2 separate regions of the Sus scrofa genome follow, and region 2 is linked to region 1. A link is a contact called in public Hi-C data. All regions are on one chromosome and are shown on one strand. Each heading gives the region's core, a stretch centred on a gene start, on an enhancer-like site or on the middle of the called end of the contact. The rest is flanking DNA. Distances are from core to core; before and after follow the strand shown.

The links. Hi-C and Micro-C count contacts between places; a contact is called where the count stands out from the background.
Region 2: a Hi-C map of liver shows a contact between it and region 1, with 9 times the contacts expected there. The contact joins the promoter of SCAF4 here to the promoter of SOD1 in region 1. A contact is called at or near these places in 1 of 5 promoter capture datasets (liver), 6 of 47 Hi-C or Micro-C datasets (fetal heart ventricle, heart right ventricle, liver and 2 more) and 2 of 2 datasets of contacts at active chromatin or transcription factors (alveolar macrophages and skeletal muscle).

The regions. Positions count from the first base shown.
Region 1 is chr13:195,324,286-195,329,425 of Sscrofa11.1, reverse strand. It overlaps SOD1 (superoxide dismutase 1), which reads right to left and starts at 2,853. Exons shown (of 7, transcript NM_001190422.1): 1 at 2,706-2,853. The coding sequence starts at 2,777.
Region 2 is chr13:195,393,131-195,398,652 of Sscrofa11.1, reverse strand. It overlaps SCAF4 (splicing factor, arginine/serine-rich 15), which reads left to right and starts at 2,419. Exons shown (of 20, transcript XM_005657142.3): 1 at 2,419-2,889. The coding sequence starts at 2,860.

The sequences.
Region 1 (5,140 bases), core at 1,604-4,103:
AAAGCGTAAGCACTCACTAAGCCAAGAAATACCGTTTATTACCAATTTAATATACCTGCATACCCAAGGGTCTTTATCAGGTACAAACAGCACCACCAAAATGAAGTCTGGAACTTACAAGTGGGAACCATACAAGCTGCTAAGGGAGGATGGAAAGACAAGGGAACGTTGGTTATGTGTGGATTCAGTTTGGCTTCTGAATATAATGCCTCTGTACTCGTTCTCAATGGCCAAAGCGAAAGAATGCTCAGAGGCTTCTTAGGGTCTCTAATGGAGAGGAAAAAGTAAGTACAACACAAACTCTGGCAAGTGAAAACTGCAAAAATTAATCAAAGCCAAAGAGTCCTTTCCAGAAAATTACGAAACCACTTAAAGGAAAAAATTCAGCTCAAATATAAGTTCTCTCTCATATAAATTCTACAGATGGGACACTTATCTAGACTACTTTTCCCATCCTCTCACATTTCCATAAACCATCCTTTTTTTTTTTGGCCTTTTAGGACCGTACCTGTGGCATATGAACATTCCCAGGCTAGGGGTTGAATTGGAGCTACAGCTGCCGGCCTACACCACAGCCACAGCAATGCAATATCCCAGCCGCTCTGCAACCTACACCACAGCTCATGGCAGCACCAGATCCTTAACCCACTGAACGAAGCCAGGGATCGACCCACATCTTCATGGATCCCTGTCAGGTTCATTACTGCTGAGCCAACGAGAACTCCCCATAAACCACTTTAAAGACTAAATCTAATTCCTATTTTAAATAGTCCCTCATGATTAACAAGCCAACAGAGTTTTCCACCCACTGGTAAACTAAGATTTGGGAGTGGGGGACCCTCCTCATTGTGTTTTGCAATATTATCAGTATTTCTGTACAGTTTTGTTTAGAGATTTATCCTCTACCATCTCAGCAATAGGCCTACTGTAGAGACACTTCAAAGTCACTGAACAGAGAATGTGTTTAAATGAATGCTCCAAGAAAGGGAAGTGGTAATTTCCCACAATGGAAATACTCCAGCTCTCTTAACTTAAACTGGACTCCCAAATCCCATCCATTACCCTTACCAAATGGAATTCACAATCCCCACGCACTAAGAACCATTTTGGAAACTTTAAAAACAGCAATCCTTGGAGCTCCTGCTGTGGCACAAAGGGATCCGAAGCAGCACCTAGTCACGGGTACCATCCTGCCACAGAAGGGGTTAAAGGATCCAGCGTTGCTGCAGCATAGGTTGCAACAGCAGTTGGGATCTGATCCCTGGTCTGGGAACTCCACATGCTGGCAGAGAGGCCAAAAATGAACAAATAAAACAGCAACCCTCAACACCCATCAGGTTCTCATTCAAATGATCCAGAAGTGGGCCCTGGTATCTGTATTTAAAAAAAAAAAAAAAAAAAACCCTGAAGCATTCTCTGGTGGCCTGGCAGGTTAAGGATCCTGCCTTGTCACTGCTGTGACTAGGGTTGCTGCTGTGGCACAGATTTGAGGCCTGGCTCAGGAACTTCTGCATGCCCCGGCTGCAGCAAAATAAAATTTAAATTTAAATTTAAAAAAATTTTTAATTAAAATACAAGGAGTTCCTCTTGTGGTGCAGCAGAAGCGTATCTGACTAGGAACCATGAGGTTGCGGGTTCCATCCCCGGCCTTGCTCAGTGGGTTAAGGATCCGGTGTTGCTGTGAGCTGCTGTGGTATAGGTCGCAGACTCGGCTCGGATCTGGTGTTCCTGTGGCTGTGGCAAAGGCCGGCAGCTATAGCTCTGATTGCACCCCTAGCCTGGGAACCTCCATATACCGCGGCCTTAGAAAGACAAAAGACCAATAAATAAATACAAAAAGCTCCCTTAATGAGTCTACTGTGCACCCAGGGTTAAAAACCGTCCCTCTGGAAAACCTGTTAGATCTCTGGCTTCTGGAGCTTTGCAGGGCCATCTTCTTTGCCCTCAGAACCTGACCATGACCTAGAATAAGTCAGCAAACTTTTCTGTAAGGGTCTCTGTCGCATACTCTTGTTTTCATGCCCTTTGAACATGAACATATAAAAATACAAACTCCTAAGAAAATAAACATAAAAACCACTCAGCTCAAGGGCTGTACAAACACCGCCCCATGAAAGAACAGGTCCGCGGGCCGTAGTCCGCAGACCCCTGAACCAGAGAGCTCAAGCTGAAAGGAAGCCCCAAAGGGATAACGGATGCTCGAATACCCGGACTGCCCGGCCGCACCCGCCACCCCCGGATCTCAAGGGCGGGTCGGGCCTCATACTGCGCAACTCAGGAGTCCGCAGAGCCTCAGGCCCCAGAAAATGACCCCGCCAGCAATGGCCACGGCCTCCTCCAGCACGTGAGGGCTCGGGCCAGGCCTGCGGATGCCGAGGAGGCCCCGGGGCAGCCGGCCTTCCTCCCTCACTTTCTCCTCTTCCCCCGGGGCCCGCGGTTGTTGGCACCCACCGGGCGACCCGCCCAGGCCTCACCACGCACCGCCACCGCCGGGCTGGCCCAATGACTCAGCATTCCGCGGACGCGCGCGGGTAGCGGCCCGGGGGCGCAGCACCGTCGCGGGGCAGAGAGGCGGTGGGGACCCGCCGACCCGCGCGCCGGGGGCGTGGCGAGGGCCGCCCGAGGCCCAGCTCGCCCGCCGCCCGCTGCAGGGCACAGGTGCGGCGGCACGGCCTCGCCGCCGCTCTCCCCGCGCCTGCCCTTGCCTTCAGCTCGAAGTAGATGGTGCCCTGCACCGGGCCGTCGCCCTTCAGCACACACACGGCCTTCGTCGCCATGACTCGCGGGGGCGCGCTCCGGTCCGGGCTGGGAGGGTACCAGAAGCAGCGGGAGAGGCCGCAGTACACGCCGACGCAAACCGAGCCGGCGGCGCCGTGGAACCTTTATAGGCCGGACCGTCTCGCCCCGCCCACCCTTGCCCGGAACCAATCGCCGCTCGCGCGCTCAACCCGCTCCCCACGGGGAACCTCGGGACGCGAGCGGCCGGGAATGGCCGGGGGCGGGGCCAAGGGGCCGCGTGTGCAGCCTTCCTCTCCACGCCGCCGGCTCCCACCGCCCCGCGGCTGTAAAACGCCCAGAAAGCTGGCGCTGTGGAAAAAAACAACATTTCTCCTCAAAAACGGGCAATCCGTGGATTGCAGCACACGAAGTTGGAAAAATGAGGTATACACGGCACGCCTTGAAGACCTGAGGTCCCTTTGTCTGGAAACGTAGTTCGTTCTGACTTTGGTCGTGACGTTGTCGCATTTGTTATTTAGAAGTTGGCACAATGGAGCTGGGTGCTTTTGATAGTTTTCGTTTTTTATGTGTCTAGTGTTTGTCATTTCTGAGAGTGTGTAAAGTCGAAACATCCCAATCCCTGGCCTCAGCTTTTCTTCCCTGCAGTTTTCTTAGTCCATGACCTGTGAAGTTACTTCTTTGGTTATCAGATTCGTGTATTCTTTGCGAGCATTTCCTGTTTGGCAAGGCCACAAATCTAAAAATACCAAAATGTCACCTGACTGATCTTCTACGCACCTCTGTGGCCTGTCTCTGCTGGCACAGCCGTCAAGGAGGTTAGAGTAGGTGAATAATTGATGGTTCCTCATAGTCCAGAGGATTGCTTGTCCTTCAAGAAGAGATTTCAAAAATAAGAAATGAGCATACAAACTGCCTTTGTGCCTTTTTATTTAAAAATATAAACATTGGAGTTCCCGTCGTGGCGCAGTGGTTAACGAATCCGACTAGGAACCATGAGGTTGCGGGTTCAGTCCCTGGCCCTGCTCAGTGGGTTAAGGATCCGGCGTTGCCGTGAGCTGTGGTGTAGGTTGCAGACGCGGCTCGGATCCCGCGTTGCTGTGGCTCAGGCGTAGGCTGGTGGCTACCGATTGACCCCTAGCCTGGGAACCTCCATATGCCGCGGGAGCGGCTCAAGAAAAGGCAAAAAGACAAAGAAAAAAAAATATATATATATATATAAACATAGTTATCTGGGTGCTCAGAAATCTCTAGAAAAATGTACCAGAGACTGTGGGTGGGTACCTTTGGAGAGTGCAAATTAGACTTTTGCTAATGTTCTCAAAAACGTTACAGTGTAAACTTACATTTACAGTGAACGTGCATTTGTCTGCAACAGTTTGGCTTAAAATGGGGATCTCACCCCCCCCCCCGCCCCCACGTGAGTACGTTTGTTGGGGAAATTGTTTGATAAACCCCGAGGGTTGGGGAGGAGCCATTAAGGGGAGAAGAATCTTCTCCCTCCAGGGATGCCTGAGTAGTAAAGATGAGTTGAGCTGAAGTGAGGTTAACTTAACCTGGAAGCATGCTTTAGACTCACCCGAAGCCTCGTTAAACCGCAGGTCGTGTTTCTAACTCAGTGGGTTTGGGGTGGGAACCTGGAATTTACAGTCCTATCTTGGTCCCTGGTACCACTGATAATGGCACCTTGAGAAACTCTGACTCAAGAGTCTTTCATGCCCAGTGAAGTATGCAAATTGAGAGCAAGAGCTGGATCCTGACTCAAAAGAGATGGGAGTTCCTGTTGTGTCGCCGCAGAAACAAATCCCACTAGTAACTATGAGGTTGCAGGTTCGGTCCCTGGCCTTGCTCAGTGGGTTAAGGATCCAGCGTTGCCGTGATCTGTGGTGTAGGTCACAGACACGGCTCGGATCCCGCGTTGCTGTGGCTGTGGTGTAGGCTGGCAGCTACAGCTCCAATTAGACCCCTAGCCTGGGAACCTCCATATGCCGCAGGAGCAGCCCTGAAAAGACAAAAGACAAAAAAAAAAAAAAAAGAAGAAGGAAAGCATCCTGAAAAAAAATGTGAAGGAGTTCCCACTGTTGGTGCAGTGGGTTGAGAATCCAACTGTGGGGAGTTCCCATTGTGGCTCAGCATGTTAAGAACCTGACTAGTATCCATGACGCTGCGGGTTCAATCCCTGGCCTTGTTCAGTGGGTTAAGAATCCGGTGTTGCCACAGACTGTGGCGTAGGTCCCAAGTGCTACTTGGATCAGGTGTGGCTGTGGCTGTGGCGTAGTCTGGCAGCTGTAGGTCCCATTGGACCCCAAGAACTTCCATATGCTGCTGGTACAGCCCTAAAAAGACCAAAAAAAAAAAAAAAAAAAAAAAAGAATCTGACTGCAGTGGCTTAGGTCCCAGCGGG
Region 2 (5,522 bases), core at 1,170-3,669, 70 kb before region 1:
ATGCAGGTTCAATCCCATGGCAGCGCCAGATCCTTAACGCACTGAGGGGATTGAACCCAAAATCTCATGGTTTCTAGTTGGATTTGTTTCCACTGTGCCACAACGGGAACTCCCCATTTCTCACTTCTAAATGAAACAAGCATACCCTTGCTTTATCCTGCATCTTTCCCCTGGGGCCCTCACAAACCTGCCTTCACAGTCAAGTCTGTAAAATATCTCCTGCTGCCTTTCTTCCTTGAGTGCACATCAGTTTGACCTCTGCCCTCTGCACTTCAGCCAATGCTGCTCCTACTGAGGCAGCAGTAGCTGTCAGTACTTCCCAATCTTTCTTTTTTTTTTTTTTTTTTTTGCTTTTCAGGGCCACATCTGTGACATGTGGAGGTTCCCAGGCTAGGGATCTAATTGGAGCTGGAGCTACAGCTGCTGGCCACAGACACGGCCACGCCAGATCCGAGCCGCATCTGTGACCTAGACCACAGCTCACGGCAAAGCTGGATCCTTAACCCAGAGGGAGGCCAGGGATTGAACCCAAAACCTCATGGTTCCTAGTTGGATTCATTTCCGCTGCACCAGAACGGGAACTCCAATACTTCCCAATCTTTACCTTGCTGACTTCTACCTTCAGCTCCGGAAGAAGCTGACGGGCTTCTGCCACACTGTCTCGGCCTCTGCTCACGCCAATTTCTTGCCCCTCGTGAACCTGAGTCGCAGTCTTATTTCCCTCCTGTTTCAGCTCCTTCCACCAGCTGTGCACCAGTAACTCCCAAATCTCCACCTCCTCTCAGCCATCTCTCCTGACTCCACATGTGTTTATCCAACTGCCTCCTTGACATCTTCACTGATTTGCTCAAGGGGCAGCTCCAACTCCACAAGCCCCAGAAGGGCATCATCTTGCCTTGGGCATGTTAATTAACTGAATAGGGCCTTGCTTCCTCAACTAGAAAACAGAGGCATTACTGATGGCAGCGTCAAACGGAAGCCTGTTAAGAGTAAATAACACAGAGTAACATGCCAGATAGACTCCAGCATGTGGTAAACAGTCTATAAGAGTTCACCACTATTCTGCCTTCAATCAAACCCAATCCTCCCTAAATCCACCACCCACGCCCTCACCAAGCCAGAGTCTAAACCATCCTCCGTGACACCGCCCTCCTCCTCAACCTCACCGTTGCTCTGTCCTAGCCTGTCCACGCCATTCCTTAAGTATCTGACTTTATCTCACCTCCACTTCATTGCCTTAAGCTCTCAGCATCCCCTGGGCTAGAGCTAATCCTTCCTGGACCCCACGCTAGAAATTCTACCCGTTGCATGACACCACTCTCCACTTACAATTTTGCAAAGGCTCCCCACAGCCTTGGGGACAAAATCCAAACTCCCTGGAAGGGCACAGAGACTCTTCCGGACCTGGTTTCAGTCCTTCTCCTCACTCCCTAAGCTCCAGCTGGTCTTCCCTGGGAAATACACAGTACTCATCCAGCTTCCGAGGCCAGGGTTATCTTCTCCAACCACTCTTGCTACTTCTTCGAGACATAGCTCGGGTGCTACCTCCTCTGAGAAGTCTTCCTGGACTTCCAGTCAGGTGAGTATCTTTCTTGTTTCCCAGGGTCTCTACCCTAATGTTTACCACGCTTTAGTTATTATCGGCTCATTCGCCTGTCCTCCCCAACTAAACTGAGCTGGATCTTTTAATTTCCGTATTCCCAGAACCCAGCACAGTACCCCGCAGACAGGAGGTATTCAAGAGAAGTGAATCAGGGCCGGGTTTCCACCAAAAAGGAAACAACGCGTTTTGGGGAATCGATATATCACGGTTTAGCGAATCCACTCCTCCGGCAGCACATGACTGACTGCACAGGGGTTCCTTTAGGCCTGCGTGGATCTCCAATGCCTGCACGTCCTTCTTGGAGCTTACTCAGAATTAACCCACACAATTAGGGCTGACACGGGGCTGCATCGGTAGAGGTTGCACGGGGGCTTGCAAAGTGCACGCCCGACGGGCTGAAGTCAAATCCCGAGCCCTTTGTTCCAGGCTACGAAGATCAAGCAGCACTGAACCCGCCAGCCCCGCCAGCCCCGGCCGGGTGTAGGGCCTGCCTGGGTAGAATGGCACACAAAAACGACCCTACGAGCGCCGCGTAGGGTAGGGACGAGCGCGTGCGCGGGCACTGCCCGAGCCAACCTCCAGCGCTGGGATCCCGCGCTCTTCGGCGCCTCTCGCGGGGAACCCAGCCTCTGGCCAGGCAGTCTCCCGGGCCCGCGGCCGCAGCGGGCGGGAAAGAGCTCGGCGTACCGGCGTCACGAGCCACCGGCTAAGCGGGTGGCGCGCGCGCGCGCGCCGGGCGGGCGGGGGCGGGGCCAGCGCGGGAGGGGCGGGGCGGGGAGGGGCGGGGGCCGGGCACAGGAAGCGCTGGGAGGCCCGAGCTGTCCCAGGGTGCCCCGCGCGGCGTGGACTCGGGCCGCTGCCGCCATCCCGCTGGCGAGAGGGAGAGAGAGGCCCGCCCGCTTGCCGGTCGGGCCAGTGTGGGCTAGTGCGTGAGGGCGCGGGGGGCCGTGTCAGCGAGACGCAGAGCGCAGCCGCCACCACCAAACGGACATGTTGGAGCCCAGCGCCGCCGCCGCCGCCGCCTCTTTTGCCTCATCCTCGGAACGGGACTGAGAGGGGGCCCGCCACCCCTCCGCCTCTGCCTCGGCCGTCCGCCCCGCCGCCTCGGCCGCAGCCTCTTCCTACCCGGCCTCCGACCCCGCCGTTCATCGCCTCCTCCGGCCCCTCAGGCCCAGCCGGTTCCCCTGCCCCGCTCCGCCGCGGCGCGAGGTCTATGTGACCGGCGGGCCCGGAGCAGCCGCCGCCGCAGCGCGAACATGGACGCCGTCAACGCCTTCAACCAGGAGGTGAGGGGTTCTCGGGACACTGGGGTGCCGGGCCTGCCGCCGGAGTCGGGGCGTCGCTTCTCCCGCCGCCGGAGGTTTAAAGCTTAGGTCGGGGTGGGGACGCTTCCTGCCCCGGTTCCGGGGCGGCGGGGCCTGCGCGGAGCGGCCTGTGGCCCCGGGGAGGTCGCGGCGGCCGCGGGAGCCGACCCCACACCCCTCCCCCACCGCTCACCCCCGGGCGGCGACCTCGGGCTGCCCCTCTCGCCCCCTTCCGGCCTCCTCCGGCCCGCGTCGGCGCTGGTGTCTCTAACTTCGCCCCTTTTCAGGTCCCGGCGCTCTCGCTTTCTGCTCCCAGCCCCGTTATTGGCTTCCCTGTGCCGGGAGCCCGCAAGGGGCTAAGAAAGAAGCGCGGGCGGGCGTGGGGGGCGGGGGAGCGGGAGCATCTGCCGGTCGCGGGGCTGGCGGACCGGCGGCCTCGGCTCTCCTGTTGCTCAGGCCGCGGCGCGACGGCGGCTGGACTCTGATCTCAGGTCGGGGAGGAGTTGGAGAGGGTGTTCATCCCCCTCCCCCGGGATTCCTGCACTTGGGAAGTGGGGTTAATAAACTAGGAGGCGGCACCATACCGAGTCGCTAACCCAACCATCTTATGGGCTCTGGGGCCCCAACGTGACACCCAAAAAGTTGAATGGGAGAGACAAGTATTTGCTCGGCGTTAGTCCGCTAGAAAGCCGGCTTTGGCCTCCAGTCCCCCACCCTCACACCCTTAATCCTCGGCTCCCTTCTTTGAGAACATTTACATGTGAAAACCTCCCAAAACCGGGAACAAAGCTGCCCGCCGCCCTGAAGCTCTGTGGTTTTATCTCAAATCTTTCCAGGTGCTGTTTTTGAATATAGAGTCCACACTTTCTCTCTTTTAGGAGCGATTTGCGGAGAGGGGTCTTGACCACTGATGATTTAAAATGTAGTTACAGAGTGGAAACAATTGTCATGTGTTGAGTTGGATTATCTTTCTTTTCCAAATACTAAAGATAAACCCAACATTGAAAAATTCAAAATGTGGTAGTGCTAGGTTTCTTGGTCCGGCGTGAAAAACTTGCTGCATTCACAGTGAGATTTTTGTAGTTACACTTGTAGTAGAATTAGGGTGCAATAGCTTTGAATTTGTAGTGCCATAATACCGTACCCTCCAGTAACACTGCAGTTAGGGCCGTTTATTGCCTTATTAGTTATCCTAGAAATGATTTGTCTTGCACTTAAGGGTACATAAAATGTCTTAACTGCAGAAGTTGGACAGAATCTTGCAAGTTCAGTAGTGATTATTTTCAAAATGACGAAATAAAATTTCCTGATTTTTGATGTCTAGATAATTTCATGCTCCAGAGACTTCAGGGTTGGAAGTTGACTTTGTTTCCTAAAGGCAGAATACACTGGAATGTTAGCTCCATGAGGGCAGGGAGTTTCTGTTCTTTGCGCCCCCACCCCCAGCATGGCAGAGGCTTGGCAAATACTTGTTGAATGAATGAGAATTTATACAAACGGTAGAATTTTTAGAAGAGAAGTATATTTCTTTCTCAAGATAAAGACTTTATGAATATTTTAATGGCAACTTTTTTAATGGAAAGGATTAAATACCGGATTTTTACTGTATTCTTAAAATAAGAAGTATTTAATTCTGATTTAGGCATTATGGAAGTTGACATTAACTACATTCTTTAAGTGTTTTATGTTAATTCTGGGAGAATGTGATCAGTAGTAATTTTTACTTTGAAAAAACAAAACTAGGTATGATACTGATGCCCTGAAAAAGGAAAATGATGTTTTAATCTTTTAACATGTACAAAGTGAGAATTTTCTTTTTTTTCTTTTTTTTTTTTTTTGGTCTTTTTTCTATTTCTGTGGGCCGCTCCTGCGGCATATGGAGGTTCCCAGGCTAGAGGTCGAATCGGAGCTGTAGCTCCCGGCCTATGCCAGAGCCACAGCAACGCAGGATCCGAGCCGCGTCTGCAACCTACACCACAGCTCACGGCAACGCCGGATCTTTAACCCACTGAGCAAGGCCAGGGACCAAACCCGCAACCTCATGGTTCCTAGTCGGATTCGTTAACCACTGCGCCACAACGGGAACTCCCAAAGTGAGAATTTTCTTACTATTGATTATTTTCCTCTTTAAATAATTTGCATTGCCATCCGTAGTCTTTATCAACTTCACATTGCATTATGTTAGATGTATGTTACCAATTCTGACTCTCTTCTGCCAAACTTTTCTTTGGAAAAAACTTTTTTTCTGGAGAAATTAGTGACTTCAAAATCCATCTCCTTGTGCCTGATTGTACCGCTTCTCAGTTAATTCTCTCTGTTCATGAAATGTTACTGATTAGTTCCCTGTAAACTTAAATTTCCCAAATCTTACCTTCATTTAACGGACTTCTTCTGAGTGCCTGCTCAGTTGCAAAGCTGTGTCCTGGTTACCTGGCAGTGGTACTGCTATTGAGTATCTCTATCTGCTAGCACCCTAAACTAATGGAGGATAGAAAACTTTGGAAAGAATCTTTAATATGTGATAGAACAGCTTCCTTTGGGGTCCTCATAAAGTACTGTAGGGTGGCCACGGAGGTGGTGGGAGGATCACTTGAGAGAAAGAGACGATTTATTTC